Regions from separate parts of the Mus musculus genome. Here all the other regions are linked to region 3. Evidence: chromatin contacts called from public HiChIP or PLAC-seq and promoter capture Hi-C data. All regions are on one chromosome and are shown on one strand. Each heading gives the region's core, a stretch centred on a gene start, on an enhancer-like site or on the middle of the called end of the contact. The rest is flanking DNA. Distances are from core to core; before and after follow the strand shown. Region 1 overlaps Nupl2 (nucleoporin like 2). Region 2 overlaps Klhl7 (kelch-like 7). Region 3 holds the start of 2700038G22Rik (RIKEN cDNA 2700038G22 gene).

Region 1 (3,736 bases), core at 558-3,057, 330 kb after region 3:
TAGTCTATAGAGAAAAAAAGAAGAAAGACAAATGTCTTGGAGGGAAGGAGTCGGGATTGGTGGAAGGTTCCTTGAAAAGGGCATCCATCAGTCAGCAGAGTAGGTCAGTCCAATGGGTTTTAGTAGGAAGCGTTTTATAGCACTGTGACTGCAAGTTGAGTTGAAGCATTGAGGAGGTAGCCTGGGCATACTCTGACAAGAGACCTCCAAGAGAAAGCTCTGAATGGCTTTGAAAGCCCTGTTTTTATAGTGCTGCAGATCAGGCTGGGCTTACCCAGGCCAGGCGGATTCTACCTGACCCATACTCCTCCCTAACTATGGCTTCTGAGATTGACTTGAATACGTTTATATATATATATAGCTTTCAGTAATTTGAGGGATTTTAAAGTTTAACTTTTCTAAACACCCAGTTAAACCTGTACCTGGAGTGACTAACAAATTCGGGTGTAATTTTATAAACACTGACATGTGTGGTTTTCTAGAATGCAATTTTATTTATTCTTGAAGGTTTTTTATATGGATACAATGTATATTGATTAAAAAATGTTTTTCTGATTATAATATGTTGTTTTTAACAAGTTGAATTCTAACAATTTTAATTAACAAATTGAATTTAACAACTTGAACTTTAACAAGTATAAAATTAAAGTTGTCCCCAGCCAGAGATAACTGTCGTTCATTTCTAGTGCAGTTTTATATCAATGTGCATATTAGTTGATTTTATAGTTTGTGGAGTATTATATCCTTTCCTTCTCTTGATCACATAATGGACATTTTATATATTAAAAGTGCATATTTAAATAATACATTTTTAAAATGTACTGTATAGCAACAGTCTATGATAACTACTCATGAAGTGTTGTATTTGTGTTGGTTTTTCAGCTCTCTGACGTAAAAGATGGGGTCAGTCAAGCAGTGCCTGCGTTTGGATTTGGAAGTAAGCAAGCAGGGTCGTTTGGGTCACCAGGTAAGAGAGTGTGGCTCAGAAAAGTGGGATGCTATAGATTGCAACTTTAGAAAGCCTGAATCACCATTTTAAATAATTCTCACAAATTCCTCCATAATGGAGCCTTGAAGAACTTAGCTCCACAAATGCTTTGGGAAGGTAGGCTGGTGGAGTGGGAGTAAGGGGGAGTGCTGGGGCTCAGCTTATAGAAGTACTTTTGTCTCTGAGATAGGCTATTACTGTGTAGCCCTGGCCTGGAACTCACTTTGTGAACCAGGACTTTTGATCCTTCTGCCTCTGCCCCTGCAATGGGAGTACAGATGGGAACCACCATGCCCAGCTCTAGAAGAACATTTTAGGAATGTCTCTCTGCCTCATAGGAAACTGGGCGTGATGATTATATATATATATAATTCTAGCCTGCAGAGGCTGCAGTAAAGAATCAAACATCTAAGGCAAGCTTGGCCTTCATAGCAAGGCTCTCAGGAATTTGATAGGAGCACACCAGTGTGGCAGGAGTGTCATTGAGACCTTTGTCAGCACACAGCAGTCACAAGGCTGCTCTGCTGAAAAGCATGGCAAGCCGAAGCGCACACCCACTCTGACTCGCATGGACGCATGAGTCGTGACAGGGCAGTGGGACTCAGAGGGTCGGTTTAACTTTGTTTTCATGTGTCCCTAAACTCTTCAATATCTACACATGTCTGAAATAAGAGAAGGGAGCGGCACGGCCACATTTTCTGACTGTAACCTATGTTTGTAGGCTTCCCAGTGAATAACAGCAGCAGCAGTACTGTTCAGAACTTTAGTTTTAAAACAAGCCCTGGACTTGCCACTCCTCCTTCCGGAAGCACTTCAGTATTTGGAAGTCACCCAGCCTTTGGGGCTGGGCCCTCTGCGGGCTCCTCCATCTCTTCCTCCACTCCAGCCTTTGGACTTGGGAAACCTGAAGCCACGTCTGCTGCATCATTTTCGTTCAAGAGCCCTGAAGGTTCCAGTTTTGCATCACCTGGGTTTTCGGGATTTCCAGCCTCCATGGCAGCGAGTCCCTCTGGCTCTACAACAGCCCCTCCCTTGAGAAGCGGCAGTTCTGTGGCTGGTTTTGGCAGTCCTAGCCCACATTCTCAGGCTGTATTTGCTAAACCTTCCACTGACGTGTTTGGAGGTAGCGGCATATCTACCTCTGTCCTAGCCTCCGGTGCCGCTGATAACGCACTGTTCACACCCAGGGATCAGCTGATGAAGGAAGAACTGGAGCAGTTTCAATCCCAGAGATTTACCCTGGGAAAAATTCCACTGAAGCCGCCACCGGTCGAGCTTCTGACTGTATAAAGGTCAGGTTTAAATACAGAAAGAATGCCTTAGCCAGGCATGTCCTGCATGCCTACAGTCTGGGAAGCTGAGCAGCAGAACACCACAAATTCAGGCCAGTGTGGACAGCACAGAGTGAACAAGAGACCTCCAAGAGAAAGCTCTGAATGGCTTTGAAAGCCCTGTTTTTATAGTGCTGCAGATCAGGCTGGGCTCACCCAGGCCAGGCGGATTCTACCTGACCCATACTCCTCCCTAACTATGGCTTCTGAGATTGACTTGAATACGTTTATATATATATATAGCTTTCAGTAATTTGAGGGATTTTAAAGTTTAACTTTTCTAAACACCCAGCTAAATAAAGGATAGCCAAAAAAGTCAATAAGCAAGGGACTCTTTTGTACTGTAATTACGAGTGGAACTAAACAGTACAGTGTACTGAATAAAGTAATTTTCTCATTCTACTCCACTTTCTGTCCCTTTAAATAGGGATGTGAACAGTGGTTTCTGGAGATCAAACCCAGGTACAGTGTCTCCTGCATGACAGGAACTCCGTCTCCCAACTCTGACTTGTGCCTGCATGTGTGTCTGTGCACCACGTACATGCCTGGTTCCTTTAGAGGTCAGATTCCCTGCAGCTGAGGTTACAGTTGTGAGGCACCATATAAAGGTGCTAGGAACTGAACTCTCGTCCTCTGAAGCAGCAGTCCTCCTAACCTCTGAACTATCTACCTCTCCAGTCCCAAGCCCTCACCTTTTACATGGGAGAAAATCAAACGTGGAAGGAGCCGCTGAGTGGGTGGAGCAGTGGCTGCAGAGATATGCAGATGTGAGGACCCAAGCTGATGCCCAGCACTTAGGCATGGGAGTGCGTGAATCTGTCTCCCCAGCACTCAAGAGGCAGAGACAGGTAGATGCCCAGAACTTGCTGACCAGCCATTTCCAGAAACCCTGTCAAAAGGATGGAGAAATGATAGGGGAAGACACCTAACACCAACCTTTGGCCATCACACACACCTGCGCACAAACACACATGCGTATAGTAGACCAAAAAACTCAAGCAAATGGCTTACCTATTGAAGGATGGGCACTCCAGGTGTTCATGAACAGTGCGGAGCATTCTTTCCCTCGGGATCCATATTCTGACCCTTTTAAAGTGTGATTCCCATCTAACATCAGAGGCGTTGCTCTTCTATGGAGTCCAGCAAATGCAGATCAACTACACAATGACAGGCGGACCAATACATGCGTGTCATTAACAAAGAATCTTCCATCACGTGTCCTTTCACGTGCTTGCTTTAGCAGAGCATCCTCTCTCCTGTGTCTGCTTCAGCGAAACATGCCGTCACGAGTCTGCCTTAGCCTTTCACACCTGTGTCCACTTTAACAAAAACGTTCCTTCATGTTTGCCCCAGCAAAACATCATCCAAACAATTTTCCAAAGAACCCTTAAATTTCCACTTCATTATTTAATCTGGA
Region 2 (3,858 bases), core at 173-2,672, 270 kb after region 3:
GATTATAAGTTAAGAATTTTTTTCTAAATCTTGTTTCCAAATGTTACTTTCTCCATTTTACTTCATCGCTGATGTTTTAGGTTTTTTCTTAGTCTGATTTATAAATTTTCAAAATTTTTGTCTAAGGCTTTATCTCTGAGAAGGCAATAGTACTGTTAAGGTGAAAATGAGGATTATTAGTATGATAATTGTCATAATCAGTGATATGCTACTTCCAGTTTAGATGTATCTGTTTCTCTTATTTGTGTCTTTGAACCATTTAAAAGAGATCAGATAAGCTAGACAACCTCTGTCATTGTTCATCTTTATAGTTATCAATTTTGGATTATTTTTATATATGTGTGTGAAATTTAAATCCAGTTTTCTTCCCTTTTCAGTCTTAAAACAATTTTTTTACCTTCTCTGAAAAGAAGTTTTGGTTCATTTGGATTCTTTCTGTGTGTCCTTTTTTTGTCTCCCTTTATTGTTTAGCTCAGGACACTGCCACTGTCCTTGGCCCTCTGGTTAACAGGAAAGGGTGAATTGCAGAAAAACCGCAGTTTTGTCTTATGCCACTGCAGTCCTGGGCCCTTGTGTGTGCAGCATATACTCACAAATACCTCCTATGGCTTTCCCCCACTCTGAGAAGGTGACTGTAGTTCAGCACTCTCAGGTTTAACTGAGAGCTGTGTTTTGAACTTGTGTGTTTCTGCTCTGTGTTCATTAGAGGAATGACCCCTCAGACTCTGTCTCCCTGCCCCTCAGCTAGCCTAGCTGTACTGAGTTGAGTTCTCCTTTGACCTGCTAAAGTCCTGCTTCCATCCTACTCTTAGAAGTGCTGCCTTTGTCTCTTGCTGTAGCAGCTGGGGCACAAATCCTGTCCTGGGGCAGGATTTCTGTTAGTCTGAGAGAGAATGCAGGCTCAGGGGCCTCAATCAAGTGCTCTGTAGCCCAGCAGGGCCCTTTGTTTCCTGCTCTTTACCCACTACTCTGTCTAATACCTGAATATGAATGAAAAGGTTTAAATTACATGCCTTCCATGTTGAGTGCCATCAGCCCCGCCCCCTCCCTAATAACAACTCTGAGACTCAAAATATATTTATAAACACTTTTGGCCTTATGCTTTGGTTGATTCCCTGATTAGATCATAACTTAATATCCCATTCATTCTAGTCTAAGTTCTGCCACATGGCTAGCCCCCAGGCTTCTGTCCTCCATGTTCCTGGGTGAATTTCCCACACGTCTCTTTCCCAGAATCCTTTTTTCCTACCAGATGTCCCTCCTTCTATTCTACCCCTTCCTATATATAGCCCATAGGTTTTTTTTGTTTTGTTTTGTTTTTTTTTTTGTTTTTTTTACTGACAGGTGCTGTGTCTACACAGTACATCAGAGATTCTGTGTGCACTACTTTGCATATTTTAGTATGGCATATGGCAAGTCACCCGAGGACTGTTGCTTGTTTGCACCCTACTCACATAGGTCAGACAGTGAACCTTTAAAAGCTCAGCTTTCTATGGAAGCAACAATAGCTTTAGGGGCTACCAATCTGCATAAGATTCTAAGTACTGGCCCACAAAACTTAACAAATCTTGAAATAGACTAAATGTAAAGTTCTGTATCTCTTTTAGTCTGCTTTGGGTGGCTCCTTTCCTTTTTCCTAAGTATTAGCATCTTACTTGGATTTTTATTCGCAAAATAAAGTAGGATTGGTGGAATGGCTTAATGGGTAAGAGCACTTGCTGTGTAAGCAAGAGGAGCTGGTTTCAAATTCCCACAGAAAAGCCCCACAAAGCAAATGTGTTTATAACCGAGTGGAAGGTGGAGAGATCTGGTCCTGAAAGCCCTCTCGTCCAGCCTCACAAAGACAGCCAGCTTTATGTTCATTGAGAGATTTAGTCAGTTAGTGGAGGTAGGTGGAGGAGGGAGACAACGGGATAACCTTTTTTGACCACTGAATGCACAGGCCATGTATGTATACTTATCTGCATATATGTGGTACACGCATACGCATGCATGCACGCATGTGTGTACTCACATAAACAAAATAGCTAAATAGTAGGAAATGTCAATTTTTCAAAAACTATTAGTAAAATACTTATTTAGGAAAACACTTAAAATTTGCAAAAACTGTATCTGCTAAGCTACTAAATTATTGATTTGCAACAAGATTTACAAACCACTTAATATGGGGCTGGAAAGATGGCTCAGCAAAGGACCCAGGTTCAATTCCCATCACTCACATGGCATTTAAAAACCATCCCGATGCCTGGGGATTGACATCCTCATCTGACTCCCTCAGGGGTCATGTGGTACACAGACATACTTACAATCAAAACACCCATACACATAACAGTTAAAACTTAAAATAAAAAAAAAAAAGAATAATGGAATATGTTACCTCCCAGTGGTTAGAATATCTTCAGCTTCATTGTGAATATATTTTTTGATGTGTTCCCCCAAAGACATTTCTTTTTCTTTAAAAGTCATCTGTAAGGTGCTAACCCTTGATGTATTTTCAGTACTCCTTTTTTTCCCTATCCTTTTGAAGTTTAAGTTATTGCAGGCCTACCTTCTTTGCACAGCCTAGAGTGTCACTGCTGTTGTCTTGGTCAGGAATTAGTTTAGAAATGGCTGCTATCCAGCTTCTATTTAAAGGATGTTTGTGAGACAAGCTATTTAAGGGAAGATTGCTAAAGAGTCACTTCATTTACTCTGTGTCTGAGTCCTTTCTGGTTCCCACTACCTTTTTGGGTTATGTGCCATATTCTCTGGATTTTACCAAGCATTGATAACTTGCACATATTATATCATTTAATTGTCCCCTTCCCTGTTGAAAGCTAACAATAAAGGCCTTAGAATTTATGACAGGAAAAAAGTTTTGGCTTCCCTGAAGGATTAGCAGACTCTTTTTCTATTGACAGTCAAAGCAAGATAGGATGTCCTTATACAGCCCAGACTGGCCTCAGAGTGATTCTCCTCAGCCTCTGGGCGGCTGTGTACCACCCATGCAGCTCTGCAGACTTTTGTTTTGTTTGTTTCTCTTTTGTTTTTCAGGATAGGGTCTCTTTCTATAATCTTGGCTGTCCTGGAATCCCCTTTATATACCAGACTTGCTTTTAATACACTAACTTGTGTTTCTCTTGACTGTTGGAAGTATAGTACCAAATGTTGATACTATCTAACAGGTACTCTAAGTCTTTGACAAATGCTCTCTAAAGTGTGTGGAAAGGATATAAGTAGAAAATATGTACAGGCATTACAGCATTTGGTAGGTTCCTACTTTGCTATACTTACTATTGCTGAGCTCCAACCAGTGAGCTCCTTTTCATATACTTTTCTCCTCTACTAGAGAACACTGTGTGACGTGATCCTCACTGTCCAGGAAAGAAAGATCCCCGCTCACCGCGTTGTCCTGGCTGCAGCCAGTCACTTCTTTAACTTAATGTTCACAAGTAAGTGTTTTTAGGTTAAAAACTATTGTTTTTTTCTATGAGAATTGGGTAGAGTCTAAATAAGCATTTTTTTTTCTAGTTTTTAAAGCTTTTTATAACTTAAGGCTACAAGACAGTAAAGAGAATGAGAGTGGTCAGCTGTGATGTCGGTCACACAGTGAATGCTCCTTCATTAGCCCCAAGTGGAGGACGGAGGGAAAGGAGACATACTGTCGTGGAAAAAAGTCTATTTTTAGCTGAAACCTAGAGCCTGATTACACCCTTCAGTATTGCCTTATGAGGATTGGTTTGTTGATCTCAGACAGGAGCCAGCCAGGACGGGGCTTGGAACTTTGAGTTGTCCTCTTCCCTCTGCCTCCTCCCTAGTGCTGGGATTGCAGGTGTGCATCATGACACCTGTCTCTTCTCTGTGATCTTCATCAACTTA
Region 3 (3,530 bases), core at 627-3,126:
CTGAGCGGCACCTTAAAGATGGTGCCTGCCGGATGCAGAGCTGGTGGTGTAAACAAATCTATATTTGGTGGAGACGCGCCCCTGCCGCCCTGATTGGCTGAAGCCTTGTGCCTGGTGAGGTGACGTGGCCTGCCGTGAGTGGATGCGGGCTGAGAGTATATAAGAGTGAGAGGCCCGGGGTTGGGGGAGAGAGATGAAGAGGGAGAGAGATGAAGACTGAAGGTTGCCGAATAAACTGCTGTTAGAAGAACTGGTGGTCTTGTCGTTCGGGCTGGTCGAGGACGAATGCAACAAACCATCACAAGGATAGTTTTGGCCACACTGTGCTGTGCTTAAGTATACCTAAAATAAATAACTGAGGTCTGACTGCCAAAGTTTTGTCAGCGCTGACCACTGAGCCCTGTGGAGCTGACCTGCCTTGTATCCTCACCTCCCAAGGCTCCTCTCTCTGATGCCCATGCAGGCTGCAGAGACCTCTGCAGGGCGGGGAGGACTAGTGAAGAGTCTAGCTGAGTCAGTGACGCCCAGTGATAGAACTTGTCTCAAAAAATAATGTGGAGAATAATTGAGGGAAAGAAACACCAACCTGTGACCTCCACGTGCATGGGCAACACGAGCACAAACACAAAGACACTCACGTACACATACTGAGAAACAAATAGAGAAACAGTTTAAGGTGCCTATAGATATGTTCTTGTGTTGGGGTCTAAAAATCCAAAACAACCCGAGCAGGTTCAAGAGTCCCCCCAAAGCAAGATCTTTATTTGAATTAGGCAGCAAAAATCAACCAGTTAGGAACAGCAGCACAGACTCCGTCTGACTGCGTCTTCGAACATCTTAGTAAGTATTTAAGCAGATGACAAAGATGTATTGCACTCGGGCTGCTGCTGATCAATCAGGGCCATAGAAGAGACTCAGGAACTGAACTGCAACCCCAAGCCAGAATGGTACGGGGCTTTTAAGCTTGAAATCCATAAACGTCTGTGCTAAGTTATCCCACCAATCAGGACTTAGGGGTAGGGGACTTCCTTAAGAGCACGTCTTTGTGGTGCACTTACTCTGTTCCTACAGGACTCAACTGCAGCGTTCATGTTGAAGTGCACTCACCTAGCATCCATGCTTCTACTCACCAAGCAGGAAGTCAGTTACCCAGGGAGGTCTTGGGAACTTAAACTTTGAGTTAAGGCCTGTTCCAAATGGCTTCAGTTGGTTCCTTCTTACACCACTGTCTTCTGAATTCTCCTCTTGCGTTCCCACAAGCAATGGATGAGTGGGGTCTGGGGTGCAGGCGTTTTGATAAGTGTGTAAGTGGTACCATGGTGGTGTCTTACTTTTCAGTTCCTCAGTGGCCTGTGACGCTTAACATACCAAGAGCACACAAAGAGTAGGCAACTCTTTTGAGGGCTGTTGCTATAAGGAGAAATAAAAGGTGGCTTACTTGTGGCAGGATGTAGCAGGAATTTAATGGCGGATGTTTTGGTCTGTTTGGTTGGTTTACGTTTTGTTTTTACATGGCTAGAGAGATGGTTTGCCGCTTAAACAGTGTTCTGTTCTTGTAGAGGACCTGAATTTAGTTCCCAGCATTCAATTTAGGAGGCTCACAGCTGTCTGTGAGTCCAGCTCCAGGGAAGCTGACACCTATGTCTGGCATTTTGAGCACATGCAAATATCACAGACAGACATAGTTTAAGTCTTTTTGGGGAAGCGGGCGGGGCCAGTGGCTCTGGTGCCGCCAGGGGGCGCGTGAGGGCCGGCGCTGGAGTCAGGCGGGAACGGGGGAAGGGGCGGGCAGGAGGGGCGCTGGGCCACTCTGGTTGGCTGAGCCCCGGTGCTCAATGTCCGGTCGGTTTTAAACTCGGTCCCGCCCTGGCGCCCAGCTCTTCCGCCGCGGCGCGCTCCTGGTAAGTACTCTCCCCATTGCGAGTCCCAGGACCACGCCACGTGGTCTTGGCGATTTTCACGGCGCTCGCCCGTGGCGCGGGTCCCTGCCCATACGCGTCCCTTCTGTGTGGGACAGGCGATCAGCCTTGCGCTGCCCGGATTTGTCCCCTCTCGGATGGAGGCGCGGCGTCCGGACAGCCCGGGTCCTGGGCACACTCGGGGCTTCCCGCCCGCCCAGGACTCCGATGACGGGGACATCGACTATTTAGGAAGCGAATGAGATCAGAGCTCGGAAAGTAGCAGGAGGCAGGATAATCCCAGTGTCAGCAAGGGCAGGGGTGATTTCGCCCACGCAGGCGCGTCCTCGCCGCCGCACGTGTCCTTTAATTGCTGCTTGGCACAAAGGCTGGGCTTTTTGTTTTGTGCTCATTTGTTTTAAGGTTTGAGGGTATATTCAGGCGGATACCTGCAACCGAGTCCAGCAGGGACCTCTGCCTACAGGACCTGGATTACCCTACTGCTGACACAGACCCAGCCTGTCTGGGTTTTGGGTCCTGGGAGAAATCTGAGCCACTGGATTAGCACTTAAGCAAGGTGACTTATAAGCAATGATTTAGGAATCGTGATTTGGAATTCCTAAGACCGGGTATAGGTGTTTAGCGAGCACCCAGGAGTCCTCCCTGTTTAAGAGGTGACTGATTGAGACACCAATTAAAAGTAAATATCATGGTTGGAGAGATGACTCAGTGGTTAAGAGTACTGACAGCTCTTCTAGAGTTCCCGAGTTAAATTCTCAGCAACCACATGGTGGCTCACAACCATCTGTAATGAGATCTGATGCCCTCCTCTGGTGTTGTCTGGAGATAGCAACAGTGCACTCATATAGAAGAAATAAATCTTTTTAAAAGATTATTAGATTATTGAGACAGATTGTCATACTGGCCCAGAGAATATTTGTGCTCTAGGACCCTAAGTATTGGCATTTATGGACATAAGCCACTGTGCCTGGTAAAGGACATTTTAGAGGAAAAATAGGCTTGTGGGCTCTTGTAAACAAGTTCCCTGTGTTGTAGTTTTCTTTCCGTTAGAGGTTAGGGTTCTGTTGAGCCCCTTCGAGAGTGAAGGGCAGCATGAGCCACCTTCTAAGGTAAGGAGTTATTTTTCCCTTCCTCATTCAGGCTCAGGAGACACATCTGACGCTGCTTCTGGTTTTGAAATCAGAGAAAATGTTTCACTTTCTTAAAGGAAGAGTACTGCTATTACCTGCAGTACTATTTGCTTCTAAACATTAAGAGTTTTTGCTTCTGGGGTGGAAATAGTGGGAAAGATGGCCCAGAGGGAATAAAATGGACTCCCAGCTGTCAGCAGTATGAAGATTAGAGCTCTGTGCAGGAATAAATGCTAGTCAGAGGCAGGCCTTCCATCACCAGATGCAGCTAGGAGCCACCAGGAAGGTCCTTTCTGAAGGAAGCTGTGGCTGCTGCTTGTAACAGTGCTGGTTCTTTTTTCTTTTGAGCAGATGAGTGCTGTGTCCAGGATGATCATGAATTCAAGGTATGTGTTAGATGGCAAGTTTGGCTTTCCAGGCATAATTCCAGGAACAGTTCTTGGCCAAGGATGAGAACTCTAACCTGACTGGATACGCTGCT

What was found. Promoter capture Hi-C pulls out the DNA fragments that hold promoters and counts their contacts. HiChIP or PLAC-seq counts read pairs in DNA pulled down with a chosen protein or histone mark.
Region 1: a promoter capture Hi-C map of embryonic stem cells shows a contact between it and region 3, with 3 times the contacts expected there. The contact joins the enhancer-like site here to the promoter of 2700038G22Rik in region 3. A contact is called at or near these places in 16 of 39 promoter capture datasets (the 3T3-L1 cell line, the C10 cell line, the HPC-7 cell line and 12 more), 5 of 115 datasets of contacts at active chromatin or transcription factors (acute myeloid leukemia, bone marrow-derived macrophages, embryonic basal ganglia and 2 more) and 2 of 9 other capture datasets (adipose tissue and macrophages).
Region 2: a contact with region 3 is called in an H3K4me3 HiChIP or PLAC-seq map of embryonic basal ganglia, with 4 times the contacts expected there. The contact joins the enhancer-like site here to the promoter of 2700038G22Rik in region 3. A contact is called at or near these places in 17 of 39 promoter capture datasets (the 3T3-L1 cell line, 3T3-L1-derived adipocytes, the HPC-7 cell line and 13 more), 16 of 115 datasets of contacts at active chromatin or transcription factors (the 230-238 cell line, bone marrow-derived macrophages, cardiomyocytes and 12 more) and 2 of 9 other capture datasets (embryonic stem cells and liver).

Annotation. Positions count from the first base shown.
Region 1 is chr5:24,180,199-24,183,934 of GRCm38.p6, forward strand. It overlaps Nupl2 (nucleoporin like 2), which reads left to right. Exons shown (of 7, transcript NM_153092.4): 6 at 883-967; 7 at 1,710-3,736. The coding sequence ends at 2,278. Among named protein-coding and RNA genes, the nearest start is that of Nupl2, 17 kb to the left of the region's middle. Within about 2 kb of position 1,808, at least 21 of the 459 cell types and tissues checked have an H3K27ac peak or open chromatin away from gene starts, as enhancers often do. A contact at or near this core is called in embryonic stem cells, where this site is marked.
Region 2 is chr5:24,123,494-24,127,351 of GRCm38.p6, forward strand. It overlaps Klhl7 (kelch-like 7), which reads left to right. Exons shown (of 11, transcript NM_026448.3): 2 at 3,329-3,431. Among named protein-coding and RNA genes, the nearest start is that of Klhl7, 25 kb to the left of the region's middle. Within about 2 kb of position 1,423, at least 25 of the 459 cell types and tissues checked have an H3K27ac peak or open chromatin away from gene starts, as enhancers often do. A contact at or near this core is called in embryonic basal ganglia, embryonic forebrain and embryonic stem cells, where this site is marked.
Region 3 is chr5:23,848,721-23,852,250 of GRCm38.p6, forward strand. 2700038G22Rik (RIKEN cDNA 2700038G22 gene) reads left to right here and starts at 1,877. Exons shown (of 4, transcript NR_045042.1): 1 at 1,877-1,901; 2 at 3,401-3,435. It overlaps Gm42228 (a long non-coding RNA gene), which reads right to left. Exons shown (of 2, transcript XR_880875.3): 2 at 734-1,410. Snord93 (small nucleolar RNA, C/D box 93) reads left to right here and starts at 3,513; the gene lies at 3,513-3,530.